Linked DNA regions of Mus musculus: regions 1, 2, 3 and 5 are each linked to region 4. Evidence: chromatin contacts called from public Hi-C, HiChIP or PLAC-seq and promoter capture Hi-C data. All regions are on one chromosome and are shown on one strand. The core of a region is the stretch at or near the end of the contact, and the rest is flanking DNA. Distances in the headings are between cores, read along the strand shown. Region 1 holds the start of Nobox (NOBOX oogenesis homeobox). Region 2 holds the start of Tpk1 (thiamine pyrophosphokinase). Region 3 has its middle 65 kb from the start of 2210010C04Rik. Region 4 holds the start of Casp2 (caspase 2). Region 5 overlaps Agk (acylglycerol kinase).

Region 1 (3,370 bases), core at 805-3,304, 1.0 Mb before region 4:
TCTCACTACAAGGAAACATCATAGGAGAGGGAAAAGCTGATGTCTTTGTCCCATATGGGCCACCATCCATGTTTATTCCCAAGAAGTGTGCTTTTGCTTTGCTCAGCAGTGCTGAAACAAAAACAGAAAAAAGAAAAGAAACAAGCAAGCAAACAAATGACCCCAGAGCCTTGATATGCTAAACACGGTACCTCTGAGGTCTACCCCAAGGCCTTCCTTGGGAAGCTTCGGGACTTTACTTTTCAAAAGTCTAAAAGTGCCTTAGTTTGTGAGGCCTAGTAAACCCCCTAAGGTTCTTGGTAAAGTGTGTGTTTGGGGTCCCTCCGTGAACTTAGTAGTAATTAAGGTTTCAGAGGAGGAGACCTGCAAGGTGCATTTTAAACAAATTCATTACAAAATCCTAGTCTATGGCTGGGTATCAGAATAATTCCAAAACCATTCGATCAACGTGCTCTGAACACCTGGGTGTGGAACACAGAGAGTCAGCCTCAAGAAGGCCCTTACATCAAGGTTGAGGCCTTGCGTGCTGTGTGGATTTTTAGGTAGGCTGTGACATGGTAAGCCACACAGCTTCAGCAAAGGGGTCAGCACTTCTAAGAAGTGGTTCCTGCTGCTCCAGGTCCCCTTGCCTGCCCCCTACTCAATGGACAGTGACCATATAGTACTGACATGGCCCATTCCACTGAGCTACTGTCAGAATCTGTGACTTCCAATAAGCTGCTGTGGGGAAGGCAGGCATTTCCCCCCCCCCTCCGCCCTAGTTTCTGGTACACAGTAGTTGTCCTTTAAATGATTACACTAGAAAACCATAATGTTCCAGCCACAACCAAATGATGCTGGGTTTCCCATAGAGAACAGCTTCACTGGGCCCACACCCTGCTGGCCTTACAGAACGCTGCAGATATTCTAGCCCAGAAACTGGATTTTGAGCCTAAAATTCTCTTTAAAGAGTTGGGGGGTGGGGGGTGGGGGTGGCTCATGCCATCGTCCTAAGACTATGGGGTCAAGGGATACCTTTCAGGAGTTGGTTCTCTCCAACATTTCACTGGGGGCTGAACTCAGGTTTGTAAAACAAGCGCATTTTTTTTTTTTTAATTTTTACCACCGAGCCATCTCACTGGCCTTTAGTTAATTTAGAGCTTTATGTTGCAGAAATAACTAAGACTCCTACTCCTGTCAGAAGTCTCTCAAAAATGATCTTTAGACACAGGAAAATGTCCCGGTAGCTGATTGTTTAATATGGCAGGAAAAAAATGCCTGGTGTCCAGAACCTTGGAAGTAACTAAAATCAAAACACGTGAGCCCGGGTTAGAAGCGGCTCTTCCTCCCCCAGCTTGCCGCAGCTGTTTCAATCTGGCCAACACTCACATTCCTCACCCCCCTCCCACTCCACTCCGGTTGAAGAAGAAGTAAGAACTGTATAATTTTGCTATCTTTTTTCCTAACAGAAATAAACATTCCATGAACCAGGAGTCTCTCTTATCCTGGTTCAATATCCAGAAAGCTGATATTCAATGGGCAAGCCTAATAAGAAAACCTGGACTCGCTTGAACCTCGTCTATACTTGCAAACTTGTGCGGGATCCGAGAGGTTTAGTCTCCTCCAGGCCTGGGGTACTTTCAACTCCATTCCTGTCTTTGCCCCTGGATCTGTATGTTAAGGCTACTCAAGTCAGTTAGGACTTTGAGGCACAAGAATCCTTGAAGCAAGCAGTAGCTAGGACAGGCTCATATTCAAGGGTCAAGAGGGGAGCCACAACCATGTCCGTTCACTGCGTGCTAGGATGTGGGTTAGCCTGGGATCCCCCCTTCCATTGCTGTTCTGCTCCTGCCCCGACTTTGGGGAGGTGTCTTTGACCAGTATCTGGTACCCTTGGCTCACAGGGAACTGCAGGATGGCTCTCCCAGCCCCCACCCCAGGTGTGCGGTGCCTCGCCCTGGGGGTGGAGTTGGGGGGCGCCAGCTCCGCTGCGGCTGCGCTGCATGACCTGTGCAGACTCCACACACCTGGCCACCCCACGGACTTCATTAAAGCCGCGCGCCTGTGGTACCAGGGCGAGCTCAGGAGAGGGAGCCTGGGCCATGGAACCTACGGAGAAGCTCTGCAAGAAAATGCAGGGTGAGCACCCATTGGGGATTGGCCTTAGTGAGGACGGTTTGCTGAGCCTGTGAGGGCTGCTGCTCACTGGGCCAGCCTCGAGAGCATGTTTAGGTCTGTGGGTAATGGGAAAGGGGGGTCACCTAACCACATCCTTCTGGTGAGGGATCATCTCCGGTGTGCTGGGGATAAAGAACCGCTCTAACCTAGCTTCTCCCACTCTTCGCCCCTTTCACTACGGTACATTAGTGGAATAAGGTCCATGTTTGTGGAGTGCCTACTCCGTACCATGCTTATTACTGTGCTACATGTTAATCACCGTTATGAAACTTTTTGTTTGTTTGTTTGTTTGTTTGTTTGTTTGTTTTTTGAGACAGGGTTTCTCTGTATAGCCCTGGCTGTCCTGGAACTCACTTTGTAGACCGCCTGCCTCTGCCTCCCAAGTGCTGGGATTAAAGGTGTTTGTCCCAGCGACCCTTGACACCATTACTGCCTTCACCCTCTGGTTGCACCCCGCCTCCACCTCTCTGACAGGGTTCTACGGTGTATATAGAATCATCTGGAAAAGGCGCCTGGGCCAGGACTTGCCCCCAGCTTTATCTATTATTAGAAAGTTTTTTTAGAGGTATAGTCAAAGGCTTCAGTTACCGTTTACTTACACAGTTTCTGGTTTCGTTGGAAATGACAGCAACTCCCTGAGGTGAATTTTCTTTTGTGATAAGTACTTGAAGTAACTAGGAGAAGCGTTTGGATTCCAGGAGGTGGCTGAGAGTAGACTGAGCCCCTGGACCGAATCCCTGTGTGATCTTGGGTTGATTATTTAAAGCCTACCCGCATTTCTTCACCTAGGGGGAAGTACATGGGGGTGAGGGGGAGGTCAAATGGGTTCTGTGCTCCACTGCAAGCCCATCTCTAAGAGTTGCCTAAGCGGCGGGGAGGGCGAGCTTCGCAGCTGGTTGGAGGGTTTTTTCCTTCCAGATGAGGGCTTCCTCACCTGCAGAAGAGTGGGACTGGGCGGAAGGAAGGAGAGGAGGGAGGAACCAGAACACGTGGATTGAGGGCTAGGAGGGGGAAAGGATTGGGGAAGGTAAAGCCTCCATCATTCATTCATGTGATTCCCCCTCTGATGGCCTCTGCCGCTCGTGCCTGGGCTCTGGAAGATCCAGGGCCCTGCTTTATCTCCTCTGCAACCCACAGTGCCTTGCTTCCCTTCTGAAACCAGGGCTAGTCTGAGGAAAGCCAGGATGGCAGTCTGCCTGCTTCTCTCTTCCTA
Region 2 (3,129 bases), core at 379-2,878, 1.4 Mb before region 4:
GAAGGAGAATGTTTATTGTAGATAAAAGGGAGAGCACAGCCAGAGTTGGGGACAACTGGAAGAAGTCTGAGCTGACACTTGTGAGGAGAGGGGAAAAGGGAGAGGCAGGAGAGGAGATGGTAAACAAAAGGACCAGGTATGCAAAATGGCTGGATTATATGGGAAGGGCTGGAGACATTTAGAGTAGGAGGTGGGGTATGCCATCCGTACCCTGAAACAGCTAGGAACTGAGCAATGCAGAGGGAACCTGACAACCAGGTCCATGTTGGCTCTTTGTCATGGGTTTGAGATCTAACAACTTTTCCAAACAACCATGGCAACAAATAATCTAAATTAGAAGTGGGCCAATGACTTGAATAGCCATGTCTCAAGAAAGGATGCATACATGGCCAAAAAAGCATAAACAATACTGCCCGCCATCGCAAATCCCCAGGGAGTTAAAATAAAACCACAACAGGATATCAACATGAGAGAGATGAGAGATGGAAGAGAGGGACAGTGATAAGGATTCTTACAAAGGGAAAGTAAGGAAGCTGGGCAAGGATGCAGAGAAAGAGAAACTCGATCATGGTTAATGGAAGTTTAAGTTAGCGTAGACCTATGGAAAACACAATGGAAACTCCTTAACTAAACAGGTGATAGAACTACCATATGGTTCACTCATCCCACTGCTGGGCATACATCCAAAGAGAATGGAAAACACAGTCAAATGCTCTGTACTCTTATGTTTATTGAAGTAGCATTCCTTTGCAAAGATATTGTAATAGAGAAATGGCATTCTTCAGTAATAAAAATAATGAAATAATGGAATTTACAGAGATGTGGATGGGACGGGAGGACATTATGCCTGCCAAGTGAAGTAAGTTGTCAAAGAAAGGCAAATAGTGTATGTTCTGCTAGCTAGAAGCTAAAATGTTGGCATCAAAACTGGAAAGAATTGAATAATGATTGCCCAAGTTTGGGAAGTGTATTTGGAATCTTTAAATAGAAAGAAATGGATGTTTGAGTTAAAAAGATTAAAAAGGACTTACCTATTACCCGACTGGGGAAGGGGAAGTTCATCAGTTAGAATGTTTGACTAGCTGGATACCCAGCACCAGCCACATTAACTTGACATAGTAGTCATGATTGAAAGAGCAGTACTTAGAAGGAAGAAACAGGAGGACCAGATGAATGAAGTCATCTTTCGCTACACAGTGATTTTTGAGGCTAGCTCGGTATACCTGGAACTGGTTTTTAAACGCAGGGATGGGTCTCTGTTATTTCTGGGCCAGCAGGAGACCTACAGGTTCTCAGAATTTTTGAGTCCTCATCTATGCTGGCTTAGAGATGGTGGTGGTGAAATTTTGGTTCTTTGGCTTTGCTAAAAAAAAAAAAAAAAGCTGCATTCCTACAACGTGGTGATTTATTTTAAAGGGTTCCCATTGGTATGTTTACAAAGCACTGTTTGTGCAAAGCACGGGAAGCAGAAGATGAAAGAGAAGGTGGACTCAGTGGACTGGGTGTAACAGATGGGCGAAGGTGGATGGAATTCTCCACTGTGCAGGGAACTGAGCACAGCAGGCTGGTACTAAGCACCCCGCGGTTGCTAGAAGCTACGCAGGCGGCAGCCAGGGGCCCCTCCGGAAGAGGCGGGGCTCTGTGCTCGCGCACGAAGCCCTCTCCCGCGAACGCGCGGCGCGCCCCAGGCTCCGCAGCCGAGCGCCGAGCTTTCGATCCGTCACTCCCGCAGCCCTCGCTCGCGTCGCTCGTGGCTCCACCCGCCATTGTGTAAGTGCGCGGCTGCCGGCGCGGGCTGGCGGGGCGGGGGCGCGGGAAAGAGGGAGCGAGGGAGGCCGCCCCTCGCCGCCAGTCCCCGGATGGAAGCTGGGGCGTCTGGGTGAATAGAGGCAGTGGCCGGAGCTGGAGCCTGGAGCTCGCTTGAGATTCCAGGTTCTCCAGCCTCTGCCTGGGACTTTCCCCCGCCCACCGCTGCACCTTCCTGGCCTCCCGTAGTGCCGGGTCCAAAGTGCCTGCTGCGGGATGCTTACTCCTGTCGCAGAATTACGTTTGGGAAATAACTTGGGACTTATTTTGTTTTCCATACAGAATCCATTCCCCGCTATGGAGCATGCCTTTACCCCGTTGGAACCCCTGCTACCTACGGGTACCGTATTCTTTACCATGCTACAGTGTCAGCACGAGCCCCGCAGAGGGACCTCATTCCTACCCTGAAGGCCTTAACCGAAAACTCCATTTCCTTTTTCCTGTGCGCAAGTTAGCAACCACACCTGTGCCTCTGTTTCCCTGTTTGGAAAGTGAACATAAATATTTAGTCTTTGCCCTGTAGAACTTTTGTGAGGACTGAGCGAGTTGATACAGTTTGTATCCTCTACCTGATATTCCAAGAGTAAACAACCAACATGCCAAACACACATATCCAACCGTGGAACATTTGACACTGGGAACGTGAGGGATGTCCATAGCTGTCTGTCAGGGACGTTTCTAATCATCTTGAAAGTACCTGAACTTAGTACAAGATCAGTACATGGTTACATACAGTGTCTTGAAGTTTTAACCCTAAGGCTTTTAATTTTTATTATAAAACTTGGTGCTGGGGATTGAGTCCAGAGCCTTGAAAATGCTAGGTAAGATACACTTATCAGTAAACTGATTACCCAGCCCATAGGATTTTTATTTCTCAAACTTTGAAGTTATTGTACTTCACATGATGACATGTGGAATGAGTTTTATTAGTAGCATTTATTCTTATGTAATTTGACTACAGTGATAAATTGTAAGGCTAGTTAGTTGTATTTAATTTTCAAGTTACACTTTTTATCTATGGATGTTTGTGTAGGTACATGTGCGCATATGCATATGGGGGTCAGATGTCATTCTGGGGTGTCATTCCTCAGGTGCTGTCATCCACTTTGTTTCTGAGTTTCTCACTGACCTGGAAATAATTGATTAGGCTAGGCTGGCCAGCTGGCCAACTGGATAGGGACCCCAGGTATCTTTCTGGGGCTACCTCTCTAGATATAGGATTATACGCATTAGCTACTATGCCATGTCTCTGGTGTCTATGGTCCTGTGAACCACCTTGTATACCTCTAGTCTACTGTTGATTCTTTTTATCTTATATAAGTG
Region 3 (3,197 bases), core at 625-3,124, 1.2 Mb after region 4:
CACCCTCTATTTACAGTTCCTGTTCTGAAGACTGACAACCACAACTTGGGCTCCTCCCGCTGCCACTCCAGTGACCCTCTGGTCTCTATGATAGCATTGCATGCAGATGTAATCAGACTGTCACTGGTCATAGGGAGCTAGAATTTATTCTATTTAAATACAGTTATTAGTCTTTTTGCAAGGCAAAGGTAACTCCCATTAATTATGCTCCGTGAGCATTAATTGAGGCATGAAACAAGTTCTGGAGGGCTCCATATCTCTCCTTTCCCCTCCATTCCCATCAAGTGATATAAAAAGTATGATTGGCACTCTCAGATAGGCTAGGATTGTGAATGACAGAAGAACTGAGGTCATCAGAGAAGAGAAGCTGAAAGGAAGTTGCTCAGACAGTTGAAGAAAGATCTGTCAGAACTTGAAAATCATTCAGCAGTGATGTTAAGATAATTATGACATTAGAATTATACCTGTCTTCCCATTAGAGAATAGTAGACAATTAACGAATTTCTCTCTCTCTCTCTCTCTCTCTCTCTCTCTCTCTCTCTCTCTCTCTCTCTCTCTCTCTCTGTCTCTCTCTGTGTGTGTGTGTGTGTGTGTGTGTTTCTGTCTGTCTTACTCTCTTTTATATTTATGTATCATATATATGATATATATCAAAATAGATAAGAAATATGCATATGCAGTTAAGAGTCAGTGACACATGCTTATAGAGAAAAGGAATTATTACAAAACACTAAAGTGGAAAAATTGGTTACTAATAATAGATAGGAGTATAAGGATATCATTAGCATTTTATTTATACACCATTGAATTTTTAATATTAAAAGGTATTTTATCTCCATAAAACTATGACATTTATAATTTTTTCATCAGGTGGAATATTTTATAATTTCTAAATAGAAAAAGACAAAAATCTATACCAGTGGGACACTGAAAAAAGGTTCATTTCCTTAATAAACTTAATAAATTGTAAAGCATAAAAGGCCCAAGAATTTAAGTATCGTGGCTGGCTTATGACTGGGGGTGGGTAAAAAGGAGTTTGATGTACTTGATATGTCTGTTTGATTTTAATAATTATAACTAACTTGGCTTTGACCTGTTAAATCCTGCCTACCATGAGAAAGTCAGGGCAACCTGTGAACTAAATAAATCCTTTCCTTCCCAAATTACTTTCAGTTACAGTTGTTTATTACAACAATAAAAAGCAAAGTAGGAAAATGTATGTGTGTTGTGTATGTGGAGAGAGAGAGAGAGAGAGAGAGAGAGAGAGAGAGAGAGAGACTCTTTATTCTCAGAGAATTTGAATAATTCTGTATTTAATAGGAAAAGTGCATTAGCACCATCTAGTGCCTAGTGTTTTAAATCTGAATTAAGTTCCTTGTATAATTTCTATTAATTCATGTTTTAATTTCTCTGGGCCTCTAGAGAGACTCGGTTTTGTTTATAATTCAGGTCATGTCAACTACACTATTATTCTAGAATTCATCGTAGGTTACAACTTTGTCAAGTGTGACTTCAGCAAGTAGGTGCGAAGATCTATTTTCCCTAAAGAAGATGCCTTTTAAGCTTTGATTCTCAAGTCATCTATTTTTGTTCTTCTCTGCCTCAGGACATTAAATTACACAAGTCTTTGAAGACTTAATGTGAATCATTCAGGCAAGAAGCTTGTGTTTTAATCTACTTTCGGTCTGTATTGAGGGATTATTTCAACCTCAAATGATTCTCAGAATTTTACAAAACCACATACTATATTCACTCTATAAATGGATTCTGCATTGTCATAATTGATGCTTTATAGCTATAAAGGAGGAACTGAACCTTCCTTGTTTAAAGTAAGCAGAGAGCTCTGGTAAGTGCCTTGTACCATGGCCGAGGTTGAGAATGGGTAGCAGATGAAACACAGTTATGTCTTGGACATCCAAAAACCCACAAATGCACACTCATGAGACAATGTAGCAGGTGTCCTATCCTCAAATTATCAAGAAGTATCTTTCTCTCAAGAAAATCAAGTGGCATTAGAGAAGTCATTTGTTTTCTCCATCACTTTTTATTTCTAGTGTTGATGATTTTTCGACTTGCTATCCTATCTTCAGAAGACACCAAAATCTAGGCAGAAGATGAGGGACTGAAATAGAGAGAAGAAAGAAGCCCAGGAGGTTAGTGAGAGGATATGAAGCTCAGACTTGCAGAAAGGAGTGTGATCACGATAAAACTCAGGATAGAAATTTCTGGTTCCATAAGATAAAGGGATAAAGATTCTCAGATAATACGGCTGGACTTCTGAAATGGCCAAGTCAAAAACTAAAGATGATTTCCTTATATTTCTTTGTTCAAATATTGGGCTTTAGTACTTAGGACATCTTTTGGGACAAGCAATAAAATCAGAACAAAACCACAGTTCCTACAAAAGGAGCTTTTCAGCCCCAAGAAGAAGAGAGGAAGTTTTTGTTTATCAACAAATAAATGTGAAATAGTGACTGTTAAGTCAAAATCAGGAAAATCTAACATGCTCTAGTGTCCTAATCTAATAGTCAAAAGAACATTTCCTTAAGGAAGTGGTGTTGGGCATCAGGGAGAAAGGTTGACATACATTCACAGAGAGTACAGATTGGGAGAAGCAGAGCCTTTTGGTCAAAGCAAAGTAGTTAAGAAAAGGAAATTATGGCTAGGCTGCAGAAGGTAGGTACTCTTGGGTAAGAGCTGAGTTCTTGGCCAACATTATTTTCTCTGATTCAAAGATTACCCTGTGATGTCACTTTTACTATCTTTTTACCATATTTTGAAGGTTTCCTGCAGTTCCCAACCCATAATATGCAAGTTCTCATCTCTCTCCTTTTTCACTTACTCTGTACTGAGGCCATTGCTGGAGCTTACTTACACATCATACTTTGCACACTTACACTTGAGCAGGAGACCAACAAACAAGCAGTGATGGGAACCTCCTCTCCCAACTCTACTTGGACATCCTCACATTATCTTTATGATTTGGGATTCTAACCACATGGGTTTTCTTGTTCATTTGTTTGTTTTTGTTCTCTCTATATGTATTCCTTTTAGACCAGCATTCTTAACCTTTGCCTTAAGTGGCAAGTAATGCTGCTCTTATCAAATCTGAACGGAACCTGTGTTGGTAGTAAATTATTAAGAATATGATTTCTCCCAATCACTCTGCAACTTTATCAGCTTATATCTCAGAACTG
Region 4 (3,224 bases), core at 330-2,829:
GGCTCCTTTAAGTCCTTTCAGGCCACAGTTAGATGGAAAAATAGGGTCCTGAGAAACTGCATTAGCAAGAGGTATTGACGCAGAGTAAATATTCAGAATGTACCTGCTATTTCAAAATTCACTAGAATTTTAACTGAGGTTTTAAAATTCATGCTCTACATGAATTTAAAACCTCAGTTAAGAATCACCTTACAAGACAACACAGTAATGGGGATAAATACAGGACCTTGGTTAAATTAAAATGAATACAGCAGCTGTTAGCTGGGTTTATCATTAGGTATATAATGAATGGTAGAGCAGAGTTCTTAGGTCATTAGGAAGATCCATTTCTTAAGCGGCTTCATTTCCTCGACTTCCACTCTACTGCTCTCTCCAGTTTCAGTTGGCTAGCCATGTTCCGGTTTCCTGTAGAGGGCACCTGACCTCTCCCCCAACACCTCATTCTCTTTGACAGGACTAGACCAGGAGACCAAACTCATTTTCAGTTTCTGATTCTCTTGCCTCAGGCATCAGGATGCCAGGATTACAGCCTTGTAGCCTTTAAATGCTGGCCCTGCACTAGGACACCCTTGCAAAAAAATAAAGGGGAGGGGGCTTTTCTCTAGACAATTGCATCCTCAGGTACAATTTACTGACTCCAGTTCTAAATCCTCTTATGTCCCAGGCTTGAATTTTTAACGAAGCAGTCGTCACCGTGTTTTATCTGAGGCTCCACCTACTCCGCACACCTGCCACTTCCTTTTATCTCAAACTACCAGGCTTAAAATATGAACTTTCCCGAAGTTTCCAGTCACCTGGAATTTTAGGGCACCCATGAAAAGTGGAATGGAGAAAAAGAACACCGAGAGGTTTCTAACGCTTTGATTCCGTGTCCTGTAAGAGTTCCCGTTTCTATATTAATGTTAGAGGTCTGGACAGGAAACAATAAAATTGTGTCGTCCTGTGCAATGTTTTCATCGAAACTGACGGAGGAGGCGGAGAAACGGGAACCATCTAATCCTCTCAAAGGATTCAAATCCCCCAAACCTGTGTGGAACTCTCTGACAAACATCTATTATATGAGAAAGCAGTGCAGGGCACGAGATAGTCAATCCAAGTCAAATGCGCCCAAGGCCGAGCTGCGAAGTCTCTGGTTTTTAAAGAGAAATGAGTTTAAGTCCTCAGCTAAGAACTGGAAGGAAAAGCCGGAGCATCTCTGGAAAAGGTGAGATGCCGCAGGCGAGAAGTAGCGCGGGACGGACAAGATCGCTCTCATAGACTCCTCTGCGCTGGACAAAGGGAGGCTGCTGCAGCCCCTGTACACGCGGCACCAGGCCAAGAAGCCGCGCCGCTCGCCTGGCCGCCTCCCCTCCTCTGCCCTCCTCACCTGCTCCTCCTGTCAGCCGCCATCAGCCCCTTCCTGTGCAGGGAGGACTGCGACCTCCCGCTCGGCGCCGCCATTTCCAGCTTTTCCCGGGCTGCACACGCACCACCCACAAAACAAACAAACGCTGGGCCGCGCCAGCCCCCGCATCCCTCCCCCAGCCTCCCACCGCGCCGCGCTTGCGCACGGCTCCGCCCGACGCCAGCAAGCCCCACCCACGCCGGGACATGCGCAAGCGCACACTGCTCGCTGAGGCTCGCACAGCCCAATGGGAAGAGAGGAGGCGCTAGAAGGAACGGGAAGGGGCGGGAAAAGAGCGAGGGTTCTCCTACTCGGGGACCTGATTGGCTATCGATTCCCGCGGAAACCGCAGCCCCCTCCCCTGGTTCCTCCGACCCCTCCTGAAGTAACTACAAGAGACCAAAGGGGCTGGGCTTCCCTTGTTATCCTTGTTCGCCTTGAACTTCCAGGGCCAGGATGCAGGGAAGACGGAAAGCACTAGGAGGCGCTCTTCTCCCAGGCTGGGGCAGCTCGTGGTCGCGCTTTTCCTACACAAGTGTCCTCTCATTCTCTTATCTACCAGTTGACAAGGCTATAAAGTAATGCGGATTGCCTGCTTGGTATTGAAAACAGGAGGCACTGGAATTGGAATTTGATTCGAGTTATTTTTATGTTTTTACTAGCATCCCGTTCTTGTGCAAACTATTCAGCTCCCCTCAACCTTAGAAGCTCTCATTATCTTGGTAGGTAATACCCCATCAGGAATCTCAGGGAGACTTGGTGTCTACAATAGAAGAAACACAGCAGTCACTCAGAGGTATCCCTCCAGCTTCTCTTGGTAACTTATCTCTTTCTCATCTTCCACCTTACTCTGGAAATACTGGTCATCAGATAGGTTCCAGAATGTTTCCAGAAGAATCTAGGTGTGCCATTTATCTGTGAACGACATGCCACAGCCCGACTCCCCGCTGCTTTGAAGGCCTCGATTGTGATGTCCGGGTAAAACCAGTTTCTGATCCAATAGACACTAGGAAATGCTGGGCAAATGAGTGCACAGGTTCTGAGGGCACCACTTAGGGAAGTATCCATTTATCTTCATAGAAAACACTGTCATCATCAGCATGAGCAAAACTGATTTCATAGGCAGGAGGTGGAGTACTAGGCTCCAGTTTGGGGGCCACTCTCATGCTTTGCAGATCAGGAGCAGTGGCCACAACTCGTGGACCCCTAAGTCGAAGAATTCTTCCAGGGTTTCCTCTGGCAGTCATTGTCCCCTCTGAGCCCACTCGCCTTTTCAGACTGCCTGTGCTGGGACTGTCTGGTTGGCTAGGCTGTGCCCCCTCAACTCCTGGGGATATTATGATACTGCTGTAAGGGGGTGGTTGCTCCAGCTCTTGGAGGTGGCTCTGTGGTTGTGAATCCATCACCTCTACAGCCTGTTCATAGGTTGGCACCTCAAAAGCTCCATTGTCTCTGTGGGAGAAGAAATATGGTCGTTAGTGGGTACCTGAAAGAAGACCCCCTTTTTCTGTTCCACCATTCTTGCAAAAGACCTCTCTATTGTCTGCTGACCATTGCTCTTAATGATACCAGTGACAGAGGAAAGCAGAGTCTATGCTTAAGAAAGGATGGGCACAGAGGGAACGAGGGCCTTGCGTGTCTTCCCGTCATCCTGCCCATCTCCCATCGACTCACTGCGCTTGGCCTGAGGCCTCTGGATTCTCAGTCTGCCTGGAGCTTGGCATCGATCGGGAGCATCGTTCCATAACACAGGCCAGGAGGCAAGCAACAAAGCAAAAGCCAGCCAAGCAGAGGAAGAAGTAAGCAACAGGGGCGACATCAGACTGTATGACCAGTAAAG
Region 5 (3,243 bases), core at 299-2,798, 1.9 Mb after region 4:
CAAAACAGCAACAGAAGGGGAGCTACTACTGAGACATCTAAACTAGGGAAGAGAGCTGATGAAAAGAATCATGATAACACAACACTAAAAAGGCCAAAAACTTCAGGTCTTGGGGTTGAAAAACAAGTCTGGGTTATGGCAGCAGAATTCTAGAAAACAAGTATAAAGCAAAGATTAGAGGGGAAATGGCTATAGCAAGATGTTGTATTGAACAACTCAGTCTAAATCTGCCTCCCCTCTGACTGTCCACTAGAGATCCTTTCTACACCTTCTAAATAAACAAGCTCTGTGCTGGGGAGATGGCTACGTGGGTAACTAAATAGTAAAGTACTACACAAGCCTAAGACAGAGTTCAGATCTCCAGTGTCAGTGTATGTTTATAACCCCAGTGCTGGGAAGAGAAACCAGGCGGATCCGGGGGGGCTCCCTGGTCAGATAGTCTAGTGGAAATGGCAAGCTTCAATTCAGTAAAGCTAGGGAGAGCTAGAGAGAATAACATGCCAATGCTAACCTCCATACACACCTACATAGACAAGTGCACACACACACATTACCTGCCCATTACCACTTCTGTTCTCTTTTTACTCTTGTATCTTGTTCTCTTTTTACTCTTGTATCTTGTTCTCTTTTTACTCTTGTATCTTGACATTTTCTGGCTAAGTCTCCAAATATATCATCAATTTGGTTTGTTCTGATCCATTTCATTCTAGGATTCCATCAGGAATGAAGTAACTAACTCAGCTGTGGAGGTCTGAATGGAAATGGCCTCCATAGACTCATAGGGAGTGGCATTATTGGAAGTCTGCCTTTGTTGGAGTAGGAATGGCCTTGTAGGAGGAAGTGTGTCACTGAGGGGTGGGCTCTGAGGTTTCAGATGCTCAAGAAAGGCCCAGTGTGGCACTCTCTTCCTGCTTTTTGCTGATTTGGGTAGAGATCACTCAGCTACCTGTCTAACACCACATCTACCTGCATACTGCCATGCTTCCTGCCATTATGACAATGGAGTAAACCTCTAAACTTTAAGCTGGCCTGATTAAATGCCTTTCTAAGAGATGTGGTCATGATGTCTCTTCACAGCAATAGAAACTCTAACTAAGATCGAGGCTGGTTCCTGGAATGGGGTATTGCTAAGATAGGCCTGACACTGTTTTTGCCTGGAAGAATATGGAATACTTTGGGACTTTTGAGCTAGAAATGTCATTGGACATTTTAAACCGGGCTTAATGAGCCATACTAGTAGGATCATGGAAGATAGTGGTACTGAGGGTGATTTGAACTATGAGAGCCCAGCTTAAGAAGTTTCAGAGAAAAATATTATATGTGGCCTAGAGATTGTTCTTGCAATATTTTGGTAAAGAATGTGGCTGTTTTCTGCCTTTGTCCAAAAAAATCTGCCTGAGGCTAAATTAAGGAATTATTGATTAAATGTTTTGGCAAAGGACTTTTCCAAACAACCTAGCATTGACTGTCTTCTGTGGTTAATAGAAGCCAGTCTTATGCAGATCTACAACAAAAGACTTAAGATAAGCAAGAAAAAATACAAAAAGTACAGTAGAGGAAGAAAAGGAGCCCCAGGGAATGTAAACAGATTAAAGAAAAGCCAGATGCTAAGTGGAGTAAAGGGAGTGGTGACCTCAGAACAAGACCCCCACCCAGCTAAGGAATTAAATGAAAAAGGAATTAAATAAAAGCATAAGGCCAAGTCCACAAACCTGTAATCCAAGCACCTGGGAGGAAAAGGCAAGTAGATTTTAGAGTTCAAGGACAGCCTGGGTCTACAAAGGAAGCTCCAGGATAGCCAAACTTAGGCAGTGAAGGAAACTATCAAAACCAGAAAGCTGAAAAGTAAAAAAGTAAAAAAAAAAAAAAAAAACAAGAAAAAAAAATTAAAAAACCAGAAAACTGGAGAAAATGTATTTGAATAAGGGGTTCACGCAAGCAGCAGAACTTTGCAGCTTCAGCCACATGGTACCTAAGTTTATAGAGTCAAGGACACAAGAAAAGAGTTATAGAGTCTCCCTCCATAACTAAGGAAAGCCTCTGAGGCCAGGCATATGCAGATGTCCCTTCTTGGAGACCTAGAAAGACCATTGCATGAAGCTGTAAAGGTGAGGCCTGGACTGCCTTGAAGACCCCAGGATGTTGAAGATGCCAGAGCCTTGGGATACCTGCCAAGGAAAGCTGCTATCAGGGAATGGAACCAGTCCAAGAGAAAGAATTATGTTTCAGTCAAAAACAGTGAAAGGAGTTTGAGAGCTGAAGTGTGATTTGACAGCAGTCATGGAGATGCAAAGTTTGGGGTATGCCCAGCTGACTTTCAGTCTTGCTTTAGTCCAGTACTTCCTCATTATCCTTCTCTTTCCTCCATTTTGGAATAGTAATGTATGCCCTGTGTCACTGTATGTTAGAAGTATGTGATTTGCTTTTTTCTTTGTTTTTTTTTTTTTCATTTTGATTTTACAGGAGGCTATAGTTAAGAGACTGCCTTGATTATCATAGACTTTCAACTGTGGACTTTTAAATATGGTTGAAACTGTGATAGACTGAGGACTTTTGAAGTTAGACTAACTGCATTTTGCATTATGATGTGGCTACAGGCCCATGGGGAGCAGGGAGCAGAATGTGGTAGTCTAAGTGAAAATGGCCCCCACAGTTATAGGGAATAGCATTAGTGGAGGGCTGGCTTTGTTGGAGAAAGTGTGTAACTAGGAAGTGGGCTTTGAGGTTTCAGATTCTCAAGCCAGGTCCAGTGTGGCTTTCTCTCTCAGCTACCTTGTCTGCCTGCATGCTGCCAAGCTTCCAGCCGTGATGACAATGGTCGAAACCACTGAACCTATAAGCCAGCCCCAAGTAAATGTTTTCCTTTATAAGAGTTATGGTCATGGTGGTATCTCTTCCCAGTACCCCAGTACTCTGTAGCCAGATTCCAGATCTACAGCACTAGACTGCCCCTCCTTATCCTCATTTCCTAGTCCCAAGAATTCCTAGCCAGACTTGTAAAGTCAGGTGTCAGGTCCATAATGGATTAAGAAGTTTGTAAAAACTAGAGTTGAGTTTACATGATTTTTTTAAATCACTCAATAATTTAGATTATAAAAAGACCATAGGAAAAGTAGAGAAAGCTGAGAGGATCAATGCACCTTTAGTCACATGGAAGATGCTAAACATGTGCAGAGGACTGGAGGATTAGAACAGTAAGGGGTCAGTATGTGGAAAAGTTCCTAACAAGACCTTGTTCCTGGG

Evidence for each region. Promoter capture Hi-C pulls out the DNA fragments that hold promoters and counts their contacts. Hi-C and Micro-C count contacts between places; a contact is called where the count stands out from the background. HiChIP or PLAC-seq counts read pairs in DNA pulled down with a chosen protein or histone mark.
Region 1: an HNF4G HiChIP or PLAC-seq map of pancreatic cancer cells shows a contact between it and region 4. The contact joins the promoter of Nobox here to the promoter of Casp2 in region 4. A contact is called at or near these places in 5 of 39 promoter capture datasets (the 3T3-L1 cell line, embryonic stem cells, hippocampal neurons and 1 more) and 5 of 115 datasets of contacts at active chromatin or transcription factors (embryonic forebrain, extraembryonic endoderm stem cells, forebrain and 2 more).
Region 2: a Hi-C map of regulatory T cells shows a contact between it and region 4, with 6 times the contacts expected there. The contact joins the promoter of Tpk1 here to the promoter of Casp2 in region 4. A contact is called at or near these places in 1 of 39 promoter capture datasets (pre-B cells), 1 of 484 Hi-C or Micro-C datasets (regulatory T cells), 2 of 115 datasets of contacts at active chromatin or transcription factors (astrocytes and thymic regulatory T cells) and 1 of 9 other capture datasets (liver).
Region 3: a Hi-C map of the G1E-ER4 cell line shows a contact between it and region 4, with 4 times the contacts expected there. The contact joins the enhancer-like site here to the promoter of Casp2 in region 4. A contact is called at or near these places in 9 of 39 promoter capture datasets (the 3T3-L1 cell line, the C10 cell line, embryonic stem cells and 4 more), 2 of 484 Hi-C or Micro-C datasets (the G1E-ER4 cell line and cortical neurons), 6 of 115 datasets of contacts at active chromatin or transcription factors (DN3 thymocytes, the SCID.adh cell line, astrocytes and 3 more) and 2 of 9 other capture datasets (adipose tissue and liver).
Region 5: a contact with region 4 is called in a promoter capture Hi-C map of embryonic stem cells, with 2.4 times the contacts expected there. The contact joins the enhancer-like site here to the promoter of Casp2 in region 4. A contact is called at or near these places in 1 of 39 promoter capture datasets (embryonic stem cells), 1 of 115 datasets of contacts at active chromatin or transcription factors (embryonic stem cells) and 1 of 9 other capture datasets (embryonic stem cells).

What each region holds. Positions count from the first base shown.
Region 1 is chr6:43,308,238-43,311,607 of GRCm38.p6, reverse strand. Nobox (NOBOX oogenesis homeobox) reads left to right here and starts at 2,054. Exons shown (of 9, transcript NM_130869.3): 1 at 2,054-2,118. The coding sequence starts at 2,082.
Region 2 is chr6:43,664,777-43,667,905 of GRCm38.p6, reverse strand. Tpk1 (thiamine pyrophosphokinase) reads left to right here and starts at 1,628. Exons shown (of 9, transcript NM_013861.4): 1 at 1,628-1,770; 2 at 2,089-2,146. The coding sequence starts at 2,104.
Region 3 is chr6:41,099,043-41,102,239 of GRCm38.p6, reverse strand. It overlaps Tcrb. Among named protein-coding and RNA genes, the nearest start is that of 2210010C04Rik, 65 kb to the right of the region's middle. Within about 2 kb of position 1,874, at least 4 of the 459 cell types and tissues checked have an H3K27ac peak or open chromatin away from gene starts, as enhancers often do. A contact at or near this core is called in the G1E-ER4 cell line, where this site is marked.
Region 4 is chr6:42,263,340-42,266,563 of GRCm38.p6, reverse strand. It overlaps Casp2 (caspase 2), which reads right to left and starts at 1,579. Exons shown (of 11, transcript NM_007610.2): 1 at 1,367-1,579. The coding sequence starts at 1,440. Tmem139 (transmembrane protein 139) reads right to left here. Exons shown (of 3, transcript NM_175408.4): 2 at 3,059-3,224; 3 at 2,009-2,836. The coding sequence ends at 2,437.
Region 5 is chr6:40,348,661-40,351,903 of GRCm38.p6, reverse strand. The region is part of intron 3 of Agk (acylglycerol kinase); the gene reads right to left. Among named protein-coding and RNA genes, the nearest start is that of Agk, 25 kb to the right of the region's middle. Within about 2 kb of position 1,548, at least 7 of the 459 cell types and tissues checked have an H3K27ac peak or open chromatin away from gene starts, as enhancers often do. A contact at or near this core is called in embryonic stem cells, where this site is marked.